2 separate regions of the Mus musculus genome follow, and region 1 is linked to region 2. A link is a contact called in public Hi-C data. All regions are on one chromosome and are shown on one strand. Each heading gives the region's core, a stretch centred on a gene start, on an enhancer-like site or on the middle of the called end of the contact. The rest is flanking DNA. Distances are from core to core; before and after follow the strand shown.

What was found. A called contact is a pair of places that touch in the nucleus more often than the background predicts.
Region 1: a Hi-C map of the C2C12 cell line shows a contact between it and region 2, with 6 times the contacts expected there. The contact joins two enhancer-like sites. A contact is called at or near these places in 4 of 39 promoter capture datasets (the 3T3-L1 cell line, embryonic stem cells and hippocampal neurons), 1 of 15 datasets of contacts at CTCF or cohesin (the NIH/3T3 cell line), 5 of 484 Hi-C or Micro-C datasets (the C2C12 cell line, cortical neurons, embryonic fibroblasts and 2 more) and 1 of 115 datasets of contacts at active chromatin or transcription factors (the NIH/3T3 cell line).

What each region holds. Positions count from the first base shown.
Region 1 is chrX:157,303,413-157,308,592 of GRCm38.p6, forward strand. The region is part of intron 12 of Phex (phosphate regulating endopeptidase homolog, X-linked); the gene reads right to left. Among named protein-coding and RNA genes, the nearest start is that of Gm25795, 6.4 kb to the left of the region's middle. Within about 2 kb of position 2,254, at least 25 of the 459 cell types and tissues checked have an H3K27ac peak or open chromatin away from gene starts, as enhancers often do. A contact at or near this core is called in the C2C12 cell line, where this site is marked.
Region 2 is chrX:157,027,213-157,031,813 of GRCm38.p6, forward strand. No RefSeq gene overlaps it. Among named protein-coding and RNA genes, the nearest start is that of Gm52451, 230 kb to the right of the region's middle. Within about 2 kb of position 1,914, at least 29 of the 459 cell types and tissues checked have an H3K27ac peak or open chromatin away from gene starts, as enhancers often do. A contact at or near this core is called in the C2C12 cell line, where this site is marked.

The DNA of each region.
Region 1 (5,180 bases), core at 1,004-3,503, 280 kb after region 2:
TATAACCTTCATCTTTAATTCAGCCTTGGTGGAAAGAAATTGCCACCTGTGATCAGCCAGTGTCCCATCAGCATTAGCATCACCTGGGGCCTCATCAGAGGTGCTGATTCCCAACACCTTAGAACCACTGAAGCAAATTTGCAATTTGTTCCAATGGGCACTCCTGGTGGTGCTGACTCACACTCAAGTATGAGAGATTAAATGACATAGGCATGTTCAACCTTTGATATAACATTGTTATCTATGATATTCAATTGAGAACCACAAATTGCATAACAATCTACCTTCCTACCTCCCCTTCCTTTTCTTCTCCTCTTTCCTCTCTCCTCTCTCCTCTCTCTTCTCTCCCTCTCTCCTCTTCTTCTTCCATAATGCTTTAAGTACATTTAAGTGTTTTTTTTGTTGTTGTTGTTGCCTTACGTTCATAACTACCCTAAGGCACAGGTTGGCCATGCCTGAAAGCAAACAGCATTTCCATGAGGATCTGGATTATAATTACTCCATAAACTATCACACAAAATATATCAAACTCCTACTTATACTACATATACATACATACATTTCATACATATGCACATACATATGTATATACGTACATACATACATACATATCGCACAAAGATAATTGTGAAGGGAGATAAGGGATGACTCAGCCATTAAGAGTGCTTGTTGCTCTTGCAGAGGACCTGGGCTCAGTTTCCAGCAGTTCCAGAAGATGTGACACCTTCTTCTGGCCTCGGAGGGCACCAGATAAGCTCCTGGTACACATGTATTCATGTAGGCAAACAGCCATACACATAAAACAAATTTGTTTGCTTTCGACTTTTTTGGAAAAAGAGAGAAAGATAGCTATGGAGGTGAAGAGTTAGGAGAAGTTGGGGAGGTGAAAGAGTATGATCAAAATATATTGTATAAAAAATGTAATAAAAATAAATAAACCTTTTCAAAACAGAGATTTGTTCAAAATCTGAAAATCTACAAGCCAGAGTAAAGCAACCACCTCCTTTAGAATACCAACATCTTCAATCTCGGTAACTAACCTCTGAGATGGGCACTGCTCTCACACTTTAAAAGACAGGGATGGGAAAAATGAAGCAATCTCCAAAAGGTCATGTAGCACCCAAGAGGTAAAAAATGGCTTACAATACAGTCAGCCTCCATATATCTCTCCTCCATACTGTCCTTCCTTTGGACAGCACTGAGCTGAGGAGATATAAGGAAGACGAACATCACCTTCACCTGGATGACTGTGAGACAAAAACTTGAAGATACCTAAACAGGGGTGGAGAGACAGTGGCTGTAAGCTCAGTACTAGAAGCCAGAGCAAGGTCACAGTTTGCACGCTCTTTGTCCCTGAAGAATACTCAGAGTAGATGCAGGAAGCAGAATGACTGCATTCTTCGACATTCTGCAAAGACACTGAAAGCTATAACAAATAGGGGCATGAGGTATCCTGGCTGAAGCCTTTCCTCTCCTCTCCAAACCTATTCCAATGGAAACTGTGTAGTGCAGCAGGAGTAAACATACCAAGGGAGAGGAGCACTGCTGGGAGCACTTGTTCCAAGTACCAAGTGATGGGGAGCTCAGAAGAAGCCTCACCTATAAGCTAACAAGGTCATGACAAAGGAAGAGAGGAAGGGGCAGGATTAGCACCCTGAGAGACAGCCTGCCTCCGCTCCTAAAGTTTCACTTCCTAGGCCCCCAGGACCACTTCATGACTCTCTATTAAATAACCCTCCCCCACCAGCACAGCCTCCGTAGCATCCCTGTGTCACCCTAGGTATGTGAAAGCACGTGAAGAAAAGGAACTGCAGCTGATCACCCCCTCCCTTCCAGAATCTGCAGCTCCCAGCCCATTTCCTGGCACATTCTTGGTGTGCTACAAATGCTTGTGGCATTGAGTTTGCTGAGAGGATGCTGGTAACCCGACTCAATGAAATGCACTATTGTCTTAAAGGCAGGGAAGCATGAGAAAAGGACCTAACGCAGAGGTTGTGTCCTCATTAGTGGTCTCCTTAGGGACAGAGCTAGAGACTAGGATTAAAGCACACGGTGTTTGAAAGGGGTGGGGGGTGGTCAAAGAAAGAGGTCTTCAAAAGCAAGAAGGGAAAGGAAGGCAGGCAGCAAAGGGCATTTTTGCCAGAAAGCTCAAGCCCACGGGGTAAGCTCCCAGGAACATTTATAGGGCATGTGAGAGGCAGGAGAAAGAAGGGCAGGCACTAGCCGCCTTCCAACAATTGTTGGCTAAGGGCCAGTGAGGAAGGATGATGGCATGGTGAGTCTTTTGGATGCAGTGCCACTCACAGTAGACTCCATAGGGACAAGAAAGACTTTGGGCAGAATGAAGGGGCAGGCAGTTAGAAGTCAGACAGGGATGCAGTGAAGAAGTAAGGACTCACCCCACCCCTGATCTTGAAGCAGGTGTGAGGAAATGTGCCCTATTCACAAGCTCCTAAGTGCCTCAGGTGGAAAAGCACACCCTCAGAAACATGGGCTCCGAGGGTGGTAGTCAGGGTCCTAACTGGTCAGTACAGACTGTATGCTATGCACACTGCAGTGCCTGGGATTAGCAGAGTTTAGTGATAAAGGCAGAGAGGTGAGGTGCACTTTGCTTTGCTCTCTGCAGTGGAAATCTTCCTACCTCACTCGAAGCCTGTGCGTGGGAGTCGTATGCCTAAGGAGTTGGGAACATGCAGCCAACTTCTCTGTACCTGCTGTGGCCAAGGCCACAGCTACTCCCTCATGCCACCCTCAGGACACTGCCTCCCCAGGTCTTCCGTGCTGGTATTTCTTTTCTCTGGGCATGGGCTGACAAGCTTCGACCCCAGATGCAAAGCGCACAAGGAAACAGTTCAGAGGTGGTCCAGCACTGAGCTAGGTGATTAATTCAGCTGGGGAACAAGTCTGAGCCACTCTCAGGAAGCTGCTCCTCACATCTGACTCAGAACTGGCCAGGGAGACCAAAGGCAGCCTGAGTCTCTTCCATAGTGACCTTGGGGGGACTCCTCCTCTGTTCCGGACACTGTAAATCCTCCAGAAGACACCCCAAATCACCCAATTATCACTATATGCCTATTCAAAGGCTCTATTAACCAGAAAAACAGCAGGCATCCTTGTTCTTTGCTGAAAGAAAAAGACAAAAAGTGACAAAGACGATACTGGAAGGGTTTGGAGGAAGGAAAAGGAAGGGAGAAATGATGTAATTATATTATAACCTCAAAAAATATTTTTAAAGAGCACATGCTTGCAGGAAATGCAGAATCTTAAATAAAAATGGGTGCTTATTTCCCAATATTAAATTTCCACTTGAAATCAACACGGTGAGTTTCAAAACACAAAAGTACCAATGACCTCTCTCCAGGGAGGAGCAGGAAAAGGCAGGGAGACAGAGATAACAAATTTACCCTTCAAGGAAGCAGAGACATCCTCATTTATCTTTTACAGTGATCACTCCTAGCAAAGAGGACAACAAAGCCCATTCACACACTTCTGTTTTGAGACAGGGTCACTGTCACAAAAACCAAGAGGTAAGGCCCTCAGACCACTGCGAATATGAGTCTCCCTATCACTCAGTTTGGTAGTTTTGGTCACAAAAGAAAGCTGAGGTCAACACATCTTAGGTGGCACTTTAATTAGCTGCAGTCCGGAGCTTCATGGTGAGAGAAAGAAAAGCTTTAAGCCCCTCACAAATCAGAACATTTTTTTTTCCAGCTTTCCCAATGGGTAGCCAAGTGACTCAGCATCAGCCCAGTGTGGGCACTATTATTGATGAGAAATCTTCCGCCTGGGTGATATACTGCGTACAGCACATGTCCAAAAAACAGTGCCAAGTCATACCAGGAAGAGAAGGCAAATTATTCACCTCCACTTCAAATGCAGGCAAATCCTCTCTTAATGCAGCAGCTTCTCCATATCAGAAAGACAAAGCAGGGAGATAGAGATTTCCATCTAAGACTCAAGGAATTATTAGGCAGAGCCTCTTCTTTCTTGTTGACTATTAAAAAGGCAATCAAATTGAGGAAAGCAAAAGGGAAAAGGGGGTGGGGGGGGGCTCAAAAACCATCCCAGAGTGAAAAGCCACACAAAAGGCTGCAGTTTCTCTCTCCTTTGTTAGTACTGTGAGCTCCACCTAGAGGTCATTTTTAAAATCGCGAGTTAATTCAAGTTAGGAGAAGAAAATCTTTGTATTCTGGGGTTTAGGGCTAGCAGTGACTGGGAGAACTGCTGGAGATCCTTGGACAACACCCCATTTCTTATCTTGCATTACTGGGACTTCTCTGAACCTTAATATACAATACCTCCTAGGGGAGCCTAATGAGATCCAGAAGGACGACTGCCTTTGATGTTTGTGCCTGTCAGAGCTGCTACTGGAGTTCCTGGCAGATTGAACTCAGCTCAAAGAAAGCAGAGTGTTCAAAGAATACTTTTAGAAGGAAAAAGTGACAGTTCTAGTTGAAATGAAATAAAAGACTGGCGATCAACCCAGAGGGCCAACAGAAACATGTCTAATATTAGAAGGACTGAGAATAGTTTCCTTAAAGAAGGACTCATGGACCATTTGCTTAGAAGACCCAGCTACAAGACAATCTTTGCCTAACTGAATGTCAGCAAGCACTTGAAGTACTCTTAATTTCTATTTCTGAAAAGCTGACTACAAGCTTCCAAATATCCATAACTCACTCATTCATAGCTCTCTCTCTCTCTCTCTCTCTCTCTCTCTCTCTCTCTCTCTCTCTCTCCCTTCCTTCCTTCCTTCCTTCCATCTCTCTCCCTCTCTTCACACTAGTCATCCTATGAAATTGATAGTTTAGAACCTCAAGCTACAACAAAGAGCACCTAGTACACTGAGCATTCAACTGTTCAATGCAAGACACATCCTGCCCCACACATCAAAAGCTACCTTTTAAATTAACCAAGCCTTCAAGAAACAACAATGTGGTGTTGGTGCCAAGAGTTTCATCTACCATATGGAGAGTGTCTCACCACAACCCGTATGTTCCTACCTCCTCCAGCCTGTGGTGTACATGACCTAAAACAGCTTTGACAGATCTTGAATGGAGAAAAATAATTTAAAATTACTCATTGTCCTCTTCCAAGACCACCACCAATACTATTCAAGGTCTTTCTTCTTTGTAAATACTCATCTGCCTTTTCAATCCTGTTAACTAAAACATCTAAGA
Region 2 (4,601 bases), core at 664-3,163:
TATCTATCAAGACACTGTGTCCGTAAGTCAAAATAAAACATTAACCAATTACAAGTAGACACAATTCTGCAGATTGGCCAAATGCTCAAGACGTTTATCAGCAATAATAAATATCTACACCACTACCCTATGATAAGGTACACTGACAGAACATAAAACCTCTGAAGTAATCTTCCAAGAGTACATAACCTCAGTCTGATCATAAGAAGGAGCAGACTGGGTTGGGGGATGGTCATCTCTGGAATGAACTAGAAACCTGGGACAAGGGAAACTCCTAAGTCCTATGACCGTGACCCCAGCTAAGACTCATCACAATAGGGGATATGGAACCTGAAAAAGCCACATACTGTAACAAGGAAAAACTTCCTATGATGGATAGGGACACCAACTCATCCAGAAAACTTGCGACCCACAATCTGTCCTGCCTACAAGATGCAAGGATAAAGACTGAAGAGAAATTGAGGAAATGGCTAACCAATAACTGGCCCAAATTGAGGTCCATGCCATGAGAGAGAGCCAACCCCTTACACTATCAATGATATTCTGCTATATTTGCAGACAAGCATGTAGCATAACTGTCTTCTGACAGGCTTCACCCACCAGCTGATAGAAACAGATGCAGGTGCTCCACACCAAACAATAGGTGGAGCTTCATAAATCTTGTGGAAGAGGACGAGGAAGGATTGAAGGAGCCAGAGGGCTCAAGGAGAATCTACAGAATAAATTAACCTGAATCCATGGTGGTTCACAGATACTGAACCACAAAAAATAAAAATAAAATAAAATAAAAAAGCATGCCGAGGCTGAACCTAGGCCTTCTCCACATTTGTAGCAGATGTGCAGCTTGGTCTTCATGTGGAAGAAGGGGCTGTCTGTTGCCTGCCTTTGGATCCCTTTCCTCTAACCGGACTGTCTTGTCTTACCTCAATGGGACATGATGTGCTTAGTCCTGCTGCAACTTGATTTGCCAAGTCTTCTTGATATACATTGGATATCTCATCATCTCTGAGAAGAAAGGGAAGGGGGCTTAGGGGAGGGGACATGAGGGGTAGGGACTGGAAGGAGAGAAGGAAGAGAAGCTGCAATCAAGATGTAAAGTGAGGGGGCTGGTGAGATGGCTCAGTGGGTAAGAGCACCCGACTGCTCTTCCGAAGGTCAGGAGTTCAAATCCCAGCAACCACATGGTGGCTCACAACCATCTGTAACGAGATCTGACTCCCTCTTCTGGAGTGTCTGAGGACAGCTACAGTGTACTTACAATAAATAAATAAATAAATCTTTAAAAAAAAAAAAAAAAGATGTAAAGTGAATACATAAAATTAAAAAAAAAAAATTCGGACAGGCCCAAATCTAGGGATATGCTACAAAATGACTGACCAATAGTCTTTGCCTATGCCAAGACTATGAAAGGAAAAGAAGCAGTGAAAAAAATCATAGAATAAAAGAATTCAAGAACACATATGAAGGGTAATATAGGATCTAAAATTATACTCTAAAACACAGCATATTTTACATATATGGTATATAAATAAAATATAAGCATATTTAGGTGAGAATACGTGAAGTCATATAATTCTGAAGTATTAAAGCATAGTTCCAATGCACCTAGCAGCTTGACAACATCACATGCTATTGAGGTCAGTTTGTGATTGCTCACTTGTGCTTGTTCATATTCATTTATTCATTCACTCATTCATTCATTCACATTCTTCCTTCTTCCCCCACCATCTTTCAGGTTTCCTCCTCCCTTTGCCTGCATTCCCTGATTCTCTCACTCTTAGCCTCTCCCCTCCCTCATTCCTCATCCTTTAATTTCACTCACAATATTTTAAAGCCACAACACAGGATTGAGTCACACATGGAATGAGTGAGTCAGCTGAAAGGCTTGACTCATGTCTTAGCCAGTAATCATATTGCTAAAGGCACATACTTCCATGAAATGCTAAACCACAGCTCTCCAGCACTCAGCAGTCACAGAACAGAGTAGGCATAAGCTGCAACCACTGAGCCTTGCTCAAATTGCAGATTTAGGAATGTAATTGTCCTTTTAAACACACTAAGTACAGTTGTAATTTGTTGGTCCAGAAAAAAGATAACTCAGGCAGCTTCCCTAAAGCAATATAACTCATTGTCATTAAAATCAAAGGGAGGGGACTGGAGTGTTGGCTCATCAGTTAAGAGCCCTGACTGCTCTTCCAGAGGTTCTGAGTTCAATTCCTAGCAATCACATGGTAGCTCACAACCATCTGTAATGGGATCCGATACACTCTTCTGGTGTGTGTCTGAGACAGCTGCAGTGTACTCATATAAGTAAAAATAAATAAATCTTTTTTAAAATCAAAGGGAGGGACCTTAGATGAAATGTCCTATAGTGAGGAGAAGGAACTTATAGAATCCACCTCCAGTAGAAAGATAGGGCATCAAGTGGAGGGATGAGGTTTCCATCCCACACTCAAAAGCTCTGACCCAGAATTGTTCCTGTATGAAAGAACTGTAGGAACAAAAATGGGGAAGAAGCTTTCGGTCTGGGCCAGTGCCTCTAGCAGACCTTGGGACTGAACTCCACAACCAATCCGACAACACCCAGAGGAAGATCTACTTCTAGGCACTCTAAAACTCCCAGGATCATAGGATCAGAGGTGAGGAGGACACAACATCCCAACACCCGAAGTAACTGGGACCAGCAGGAACCATGCACCCAGGAATTCAGCCTGACCAGTGGCACAGGTTCTTTCCAGTCTGTGGGCCAGTGACCTGAGAGGCCTTGGGAACGACCTCTGTAGTCAATCCCACAAGTCCCAGAGGAAGATCCTCTCCCTGGCACGCTAACACTCCCAGGACCACAGGATCACTGGATCAAAAGATCACAGGAGTTTAGACACACCATGCTCTCAGGGTCCCAGAGGCAGTTTGACTCCCAGGAGCTCTGACACACCCAGGATCTCAGGATCACAGGATCACAGGATCTCAGGATCACAGGATCACAGGATCACAGAGACAACTGAAATCTGGGGAGTTCTGCCACAACCAAGATCACAGGAAGAACAGGCTCCAGTCAGATATAGCAAGGGCAAGTAGCCATTTTTACAATGTTGATCCTGCCAATCCATGAGCATGGGAGATCTTTCCATCTTCTGAGATCTTTTTTAATTTCTTTCTTCAGAGACTTGAAGTTCTTATCATACAGATCTTTCACTTCCTTAATTAGAGTCATGCCAAGATATTTTATATTATTTGTGACTATTGAGAAGGGTGTTGTTTCCCTAATTTCTTTCTCAGCCTGTTTATTCTTTGTGTAGAGAAAGGCCATTGACTTGTTTGAGTTAATTTTATATCCAGCTACTTCACCGAAGCTGTTTATCAGGGTTAGGAGTTCTCAGGTGGAATTTTTAGGGTCACTTATATATACTATCATATCATCTGCAAAAAGTGATATTTTGACTTCATCTTTTCCAATTTGTATCCCCTGGATCTCCTTTTGTTGTCGAATTGCTCTGGCTAGGACTTCAAGTACTATGTTGAAGAGGTAGGGAGAAAGTGGACAGCCTTGTCTAGTCCCTGATTTTAGTGGGATTGCTTCCAGCTTCTCACCATTTACTTTGATGTTGGCTACTGGTTTGCTGTAGATTGCTTTTATCATGAAATATTCTTATATAAAGAGTATGAATAACCATTTTAGCAATATTTAAGAACCTCTTTTCCTTAACCTAACTCTTAATTTTCACAATTAAGCTAAATTACCACCTTTATTGTGGTAAATTTCCTAAAGAAATAGAAGAATAAATTATACTATCTTTGAGGTGTTTAACACTGAGGAATAAAAAGGTGAGTTCTCCATGCCTGTTCTCTTCCTGCTACAATTAAAAGACAAACTACGTTTCTAGGGATATAAATTATTATTTTCTTAGTTACCAGATTAAGTTGAAATATATTTCAGTGTACCTTCTATGAAATCACCTTTACTATCTGAAGTCACACCAATCTTTTCTTTTCTTCCATTTTGAGGAAAATGGTATTAAACACTCATTGAATTTTCAGTCTAAAACACTTGAGTTTGAACTCTACTTTAAAAATAATCATTATTAAGCTGGGTGGTTGTGGCACATGCCTTTGATCCCAGCACTTAGGAGGCACAGGCAGAAGAATCTCTGAGTTTGGGGACTGCCTGGTTTACAGAGAGAGTTCAGCACAGCTAGAGTTACACAGAGAAACTCTGTCTCAAAAATAAAACAAAAAAATCAATATTTTAATTGTGTAAGTTTTGGAGTACAGTATGATGATTCAGTACAGTAACCAAATCAGTGTAGTTAATATTTTCATATCCTTAAACATTCTTAAATTTTTGTATTAATGGGCTGGAGAGACAGCTCAGTGGTTAAGAGCACTGTCTGCTCTTCCAGAGTTCAATTCCCAGCAACCACATGGTGGCTCACAAATATCTGCAATGGGATCCAATGCTCTTGGCTGGTGTGTCTGAAAATAGCAACATTGTACTCATACATTAAATAATTAAATAAAATTTTGGTTAACATAATAATCATATATATTTATAGAGTATTTTGTAATCAATACATATATATAATATATTCTTTGGTCCCTGT